2 separate regions of the Mus musculus genome follow, and region 2 is linked to region 1. A link is a contact called in public promoter capture Hi-C data. All regions are on one chromosome and are shown on one strand. Each heading gives the region's core, a stretch centred on a gene start, on an enhancer-like site or on the middle of the called end of the contact. The rest is flanking DNA. Distances are from core to core; before and after follow the strand shown.

Region 1 (3,897 bases), core at 709-3,208:
TCTAGGGTGTACTGTCCCCAAGGAAAGGATGTAAGAACAAGCAAACAACTCAATTCAGACCAGGCTCCCCACAACCCTGTCCCAGGAACCAGAGCTGAGAAAGTTAGCAGCTCAGTGGTGGCTCTCTCCACTGTCCTCGGTCTCCCTGGGACTCAAACCAAATGCCTTTCTCCAGCTCCTCCACCCTCCTCCACTCCTCCTCCTCCTCCTCCTCCTCTTCTTCTCTTCCTCCTTCCTCTCCTTCCTCTTCTTCCTCCTCCTCTTCCTCCTCTTCCTGAGTGTGTGTGTGTGTGTGCGTGCACACGAGCCTTTTAAAATTTTTGTCACTGTTCTTTGAAACAGAATCTCAGTACCACCCTAGGCTGGTCTGAAACTTGCAGCCCTCCTACCCCAGCCCCCTGAATGCTGGGCTCACTGGCACGCATCAGCACGTCCACCTAGACTTCTCAGAAAGACAGAACTGCACCTCTTTCCAGGGCCACAGCCACCACCATGCCTTGCTGATATGATTGCTGTCAGTCCATCTCCATATCTACCTGGCACTGCTAGACTGTTGACTACAGCACATTCACCAGCACCCTCCTCAGGGCCCATGTCCTATTGTCTGCTCTCCCCCAAACCCTGCAGGCCACGGTGTCATAAAATGAAGAGCACAAACAAATAAACAAAATACCTCAAGTTAGCCCTTTACTGTCCTCAAACCCTGCCCAGTAGTTCATCTGGGTTGGCAAAGGTACAAACAAAACGCTGTCCTTGGGTCATACCCAGATTCTTACATACCCGTGATGACAGAACACATGAAATTAGGTCCCAGATCAGACCACGATTTGGAAGAAAATCACACCTAAGCCATTTTTAGCAATAGCTGTTCCATGAACCAGAGAGATTGTAGCAAATAAATAAGGCAAGAAAATGTGACCCCCGTGGACCTAAAGGCTCGGGGGAGGGGTCTTTCCTGATACCCCCCAAACACACACACACACACCACAGTTAGCTTCAGAAAGGAGCCCTGCCAGAGCCTGGGAAGTCAAACCCTTCCCAGCTGTCATTCCCTAGCCCCTCTCTTCACAAAGCCCCACCAGTAAGGTAAGGACAGAGCTCCTAGGGATGTGGGGACCTCAAACTATACCAGGGACAATGAAGAGCTCATGGGCCTGACAATAAAGGAAACTGCCAATGATATCAAGGCTGGACACAAACTCAGAAAAGACCCTCCCACACCTCCCAACACGCCTCTCGGAGTCAGGTGGCTCTAACAGTGGATGCAAATCTAACCTCACAGAGGAGAGAGCAGAGGCAGATAGCAGGGCATCTGAAAAGAGCCTCACAGCTAGGCCTTCTGACCCCCAGGCCAGTCAAAGACAGACTGGACCCCTCAGAAATCCCTGGCCTCAGAGCCAGCTGGAGTCAGAGGTCAAGTCTAGTTGGGCCCCAGTTAGGACCCAACTGGGTGGGTGGGTGGGGTACCTTGTCCAGCCTGCCCCTGTCAGCGCTCTGAAGGCTCCTCAGAAGCCCAGTGTGTGAGTACCTCAGCTGAGAGCCAGCCTGCCTCCCCAGCCCCCACACAAGTGATGTCCACAGGCACCCGGCCTGGTCCAGCAGCCCTCCCAGGGCCATCCCATATTGACTGGGGCCACTTACCCGACTGGACATGTGCCTCCTGCTCTGGGCCATGTTGCTCACCCGGACTCTACCCCCTCCCCCAGCTAGCCAAAGACAGAGAAAAGGCAGAAACCTAGGCAGGAGGGGTCAGGGTGATGGGCCTGCATGGACGGACGGCTCAGAAGCCGTTAGCCACGGACCTCCCTCCGTCCATGGTCCTCCCTCTGGAGGGGCAGGAGCAGTGATGGGGCTGAGGAGTAAGTCCCTTCTACTGCCCAAGGATTCCTGAACCCAGAGACACTGAGCCCCGCTTGCCAGCTGATGAGTCTCACTCTGCGCTAGTGCTGCTCTAGACTGTCAGGAAGCATGCTGGCCTCTGGGTCCTAGTGCTCCCCTCCTTCACACGAACCCAGGGATGGGTAGGCAAGAAATCCTCAGCACCAGAGTGCAGGCAGGGTTCTGGAGGTGACACTTCTTCCCCACCTGTACCCCTCACTATCACTGCCCCCAGTCCCAGTGAGTGAGGCTTCAGCAGGTCCCCAAGCATCAAGTGCCACTTCAAAATGATCAGCACTTCATCAAACTGCTTTCACAGGCCTTCTAGTCCCTTCTGCTGCTTTTCTGTGTCACCCTACCAGAAAGATGTCTGGACTCCACACGACGAGGGTCTCGATCTCTGTCTTACACTGGGCCAGATAAACAGGAGGGGCAGAGCTAGAAGCCTGCTCACCCAGAGAAAGCCATGAGTACCCAGCTCCCCACCCCTGCAACAGCAGAGGTCCCCACAGTCACTCCCTCCTCTGCCTGTGTCAGGCAGGCTCTGATCCCCAAGATATCACATTCAATGGGATTATTAAAGGTAGTTTTCAAAAGCTAAGCACCTCACTGTCCCCTTGGCCCAAGTCCACTTTACCCAGGTCCTCATCTCTTTTACCCTTGGCCTTGTCTTCTAACATCAGACTCAACAAGCCAACTTATTTTTTATAGTTGTGTACTTCACAAGCTTCCTTAGTTATGTTATATTACCTTCATAATTTTAAAACAGATGGTGTTAATTTAATGAAACTACTTATTCTAGTCAAAGGTTTCCACATGCTACCTCATTTATTATTCACAGGTCAATGCCTAAGGTCTTACCCCTTAAGCAAAGGGCCTGGGGTCTAACCACTGGATCCCCTGGCTGTAATGTGGACCTAGTCCCTGAATACACTTGTCTTCCTTCACTGACAAGACTGCAATTTCTGCCACTCTGCACACTTGCCTAACACAGGATAATGCCACAAAGCAGTTCTGTTAGGTGATGCCCACCTGGAAGAACACCATAATGAAGCCAGTCCCTTTATATGCTAGATTAACCTCTCAACCAAAACAGTCTCTGTGCCTTACTTCTGCCCAGAACCATCAGGACCCCACCTCTGCTTCCCCCGCAGTGTCCAGGTTGCTCTGCCTTCATATCCACCCCAGCCCAGACAATCGTACTAAACCCACTCAGAGTGCCTACAGAACACATTTCAAAACATCACGTTAGGGCTCGGCAGATTGCTCAGTGGGTAGAACAGAAACGGGGGCTAGAGAGATGGCTCAGCAATTAAGAACACTGGTTGCTTTTGCAGAAAACATAGATTTGCCAGGCATGGTGGCACACACCTTTAATCCCAGCACTTGGGAAGCAGAGGCAGGCGGATTTCTGAGTTCGAGGCCAGCCTGGTCTACAAAGTGAGTTCCAGGACAGCCAGAGCTATACAGAGAAACCCTGTCTCGAAAAAACCATTTAAAAAAAAAAAAAAAAAACCATAGGTTCATCCCAGCACCTACATAGAGGTTCACAAGTGCCTTTAATTCCAGTCCTAGGGGATCTATTACCCTTTTCTAAACTCCAAGGGCATGGTACACACATGCTACACAGACATACATGCAGGCAAAACACCCATACACCATAAAATAAAACTTAAAAAATAAAATATTTAGGACAGGGGTTGGAGAGATGGCTCAGTGGCTAAAAGGTCTTGCTCTTCTTGCAAAGGACCTGAGTTTACTCTGTTACCATGGTTACCTGCAGCCATGCTGTGCCACTCACAACTACTTGTAACTCCAGCTCAAGATGAGATGCCTCTGACTGCTGCAGGAACCTCTATTTATGTGTGTACACACACACACACACACACACACACACTTACTTTAAAATAAATCCTTTTTAAAAATAAAAATAAGGACTAGAGAGATGGCTAAGCTGTTAAGTACATGTCCAGCTCCTATGTCTGAGGACCTGAGTTTGGTTCCCAGCACCCACATCAG
Region 2 (3,897 bases), core at 858-3,357, 58 kb before region 1:
GAAGCTTTCCCACCTCTTCTGAGTCTCTTATCTCTTCAGTTTCTCCGACTTCTGCCTTCAATTATTGATCACTTGGTCCTTCCCTGTCCGTATTTTGAAGAACTCTTTTCAAACCTAACCTCTCTCTCCCCTGAAACTTCCCGGTAGAGCCAGGCATTCAACAGCACCCAGACAAGGACCCACCACGGACCACGATCATCTTCATGTTGAACGTGTCCTGGAGTCCCAGAGGTAGGAGACACAGTCCACCTGGACATGAGTCACACAGTTAGCGCTTACGTGTGAGCATGATACACCTGTCACAAGGCTTAGACCACAGATGGCCCTATTGCCTCTTACCGCCACCAACCCCAGGATGCAGGCTCAGCACTCATGGAAGAAAACCTCTGGCCGTGGAACCTTCCGCTTGGCCTTGTCTGCACCCTTCCTGTGTCCCTCAGAGCCAGCCCCAACCATTAGTCCCTCTCAGTAAACTTCTTAGGCTTCTAGCCCACTTCCGAGAGGAAATAAAGGCATGCAGGTGTGAAGTCCACTAGATTCCTCTCTGCTAGCCTGTACCCTGCTGCCCACCACCCTTGGGGCCGATCCTTCCTCCACTCACCGTCCTCAGCACCTCGTCCAACAGCCCCTGCTGCCTCCCCAGCCTCATCACCTCTGGGTACCCCATCCATGGCCTGGCAGCAGCCGAGTTCGCTCTTTAAATATTCCTAGCAAGCTTGTGCAGTGGACTTCCAGAATCATAGCGTTCTTTGAGGGGGACCCTGTCCACACAGGGTAGAAACGATTTTCTTAGCAGAAAAAAGTGCTAGTAACTTCTGTGGTTATAGACCCGCAATGAACGTCACTGATCTAGATGTATCTGAGTTTGAAATGTTTCTATTGTTTTAAACTTATTTCACTGGCTTATTGAGTTTAAGGAAATTTCTTTTTAAAAAAAGGTAATTTGTGTAGGCATAGTGCCTTTATGGCAATACACCTTTAATCCTAGCTCCTGGGAGGCAGATGCAAAGGGATCTCTTTGAGGTTGAAGCCAGCTTGGTCTACATTGTGAGTTTCCAGAAAGCCAGGGCTACAAAGAGAGATCCTATCTCCTAAATAAATAAATATACAAATATATAACCAACCATCCTAAAACAGAACAAACAAACAAAAACCTCATTGTTTTCTCTTTTCTCCCTTCAAATTGGGAGATGACTATGGCTCTTTGATTCTGAAGAAACAAACCAATTCCCTATGGGATCAGTCTATTAGCTACTGCTCAGTTTTGGATTTGCCTTGCTGGGAACGGGACCCAGGACCTGTTTGCACTTAGCAAGCAATCCACCACTGGGCTGCATCCCTAGCCCGATAGCAACTCAAGTGTAGATTTGCTCTCGTGGATTTCCAGCTGAAAAGCCTTGGGTGGCTCTTCATTACCTAAAGCTTGGGTTTGGTGATATGGTTCAAACCATCGCCAGCAATCTGGACCTAGCCTAGTGCATCCTTGGCTCTGCTGTGCCCAAGCCCAGTCACATCAGAATCACACATACAGTTCTCTGAAAACAAGGACCATACCATCCTTTAGACCTCTGTCCCCTATTTTGTATATCTGCAATCTTCCACATCCTTCAAGGCCAGGAGAAGGCAAATAAATGGACAGATCCTTAAGAGATAGCAGATTAGAAAGCACAGGCAGAGTAGGGGTCTATCCGAGCGAGCACCAGCCTGTCTGGGCAGTACCTGCTCCCTGGAACAGCTGAGCGCTGGAGTCTCCGGAGGTTGGTGCTGCCTCTGGCCCCAGCCTGCTTCTGTGGCTGCTACCCTGGCTGTGGGTCTCCTCCAGTATCCTCTTCCCCACAAAACAAACTCACTTTTGTTTCTAGTTAAGCAGCAAGGGAGGCATGGAGGAGGAGGGCAGGAGAAGGACGAGAGGGAAGGTGGGGGATTGGGGCTCGAGAGAAATAGCGATGGGTGTGAGTGATTTCGTGGAAATCCTGGGAGAAACCAGCAAATGAGAAAGAAAGGGGGCGGGGGAATCTGAGGTATGATGGAGAGAGGAGGCTTAGCGCTGAAGCTCAAACAGGGACCTGTGTGCTCCTCAGCAGCAGGGTGGTGGCAGCTGAGGACTGTGTGAGAACACCTAGAGCTGCCCCTCCCCCGCCCGCTCCCCGCGGGCCCCTCCCCCTCCCCTAGAGCCCTTCCGGACAGACCTGGAGGCTCCAGTAGAGCAGGGCACCTCTCAGGCTCCTTATAAAGGCTGGGGCTGGGAGGTAGCATTTGTACACAACCCCCCTAGGGCCTCGTTAAGATCTTGAGATTTTGGTGGCAGGTGAGCAGTCTGTAATAGCCTGGCAGGCCTGGTGCCCTGGCCAGGACAGCCTCACCAACCGCTGGGAGTTGGGCGTGGAGGTTGGGTTGTTGTTGTTGGGGGGGTGGGGGTGGTGCTTGCTGTGGGCTTTAAAATGTTGCATGGGGCTGGATTAGCTCTCTTCACAACTTTAAACCAATTCCTGGATTTGCTGTTTGTACCCACTTCTACGACAAAATGACAAGCGTTGTCACTGAGTGGATGTTTTCTGGGAGCCCATGGACAGCAGGAACTGGTCACTTCGGGGGCATGTATGAACCCCATGGGGGAATTACTTTGCTCTCTGAGAAATGTCTAATCTGGGGTTTGGCTCAACAAGTGCTTACCATGTGCAAGGTTGAACGGAGGTCACAGAGGCTCAGAGGCAGCACTACAAACTCGGTTCCGAAGTCTTAGAATTGGGAGGGGGCTTGATGATGATGAAGTGCAAACCTTCAGTTCACAGATAAAAATGGGGAGTTGGTGGACACCTCAGAAAGCCCTGGTGCAGGTGAGTTGTCTGGGGAGAGCTGGCTACATACTGTCCCATGCCCGGGTCCCTGACCACATTGTCATACTTGAGGTTAGACGATCAAGCAGGGTCTGTTTGAGATGGGGGTTAAGTGCAGCCCAGATGGGCCTCCAGGGTCTGAGACACAGGATGAAGTCTGGTGCGTCTGAGATTACAGGCCAGGGTGCTGGTGCTGTCGCAACATCATCAGAGAGCACTGGGGCTTGAATGGGGCCTCTGTTATGCTGGGCCAGCCCTCTACTCACTGAGCTAAAACTAGCTCCAATCTGAGACATCCTCCTGCATCACACTCCTAGTTCAGGGATTACAAGTGTGCACCACCATGCCTGGCTCCCACTCTGCCCATGTAAAGAAACAGAAATATGATCAGGTTCATGGGGAGCTCCAAGCAAAGTTACCATCACAGAGTCCCCAGCAGTGGACATCCCAGGAGTGTCCCCACTGAGGGTCCTGGCCTCATAGATTACACTCCACTGTGAGTGTGGTCCTACTGAGTCCTACTAAGTCCTACTGAAGCACCCTCTACAGGACACACTAAGTCAGAGGCAGGGTCTACCTCCACACCCAAAGAAAGATTTCAAAGCGCACGCCTTTAATCCCAGCACTTGGGAGGCAGAGGCAGGCAGATTTCTGAGTTTGAGGCCAGCCTGGTGTACAGAGCGAGCTCCAGGACAGCCAGGACTACACAGAGAAACCCTGTCTCAAAAAAAAAAAAACAAAACAAAACAAAAAAAAAAAAAAAAAAAAAAAGAAAGAAAGAAAGAAAAAGAAAGATTTCAAAAGAAACTGGAGAGACCGTTAACATTGTAGAGAGGCCAGAGCTGGGTTCATCTCTTGATGCTGCAAATTATTAGCAGTAATTGTATTGGCAATGCAGTAACCTCTGTGAGACTCAGTTTCCCTGCTAACTAAGTAGAAATGATGGCATCCACTTCTCTGAATTCTGGTGGAGAGTAACTGGAATAATCCTAGCAATGTGACAAGCACTCACCGGCCCCTCAAGTGATATTCCTACCATTGCGCTTGTGGCTATGACCAG

Evidence for each region. Capture Hi-C pulls out chosen DNA fragments and counts their contacts.
Region 2: a promoter capture Hi-C map of pancreatic islet shows a contact between it and region 1. The contact joins the promoter of Slc4a5 here to the promoter of Dctn1 in region 1. A contact is called at or near these places in 4 of 39 promoter capture datasets (the HPC-7 cell line, cranial neural crest, epiblast stem cells and 1 more), 1 of 115 datasets of contacts at active chromatin or transcription factors (embryonic stem cells) and 4 of 9 other capture datasets (adipose tissue, liver, macrophages and 1 more).

What each region holds. Positions count from the first base shown.
Region 1 is chr6:83,177,650-83,181,546 of GRCm38.p6, reverse strand. It overlaps Dctn1 (dynactin 1), which reads right to left and starts at 1,958. Exons shown (of 32, transcript NM_007835.2): 1 at 1,642-1,958. The coding sequence starts at 1,674.
Region 2 is chr6:83,235,585-83,239,481 of GRCm38.p6, reverse strand. Slc4a5 (solute carrier family 4, sodium bicarbonate cotransporter, member 5) reads right to left here and starts at 2,107. Exons shown (of 25, transcript NM_001166067.1): 1 at 1,720-2,107.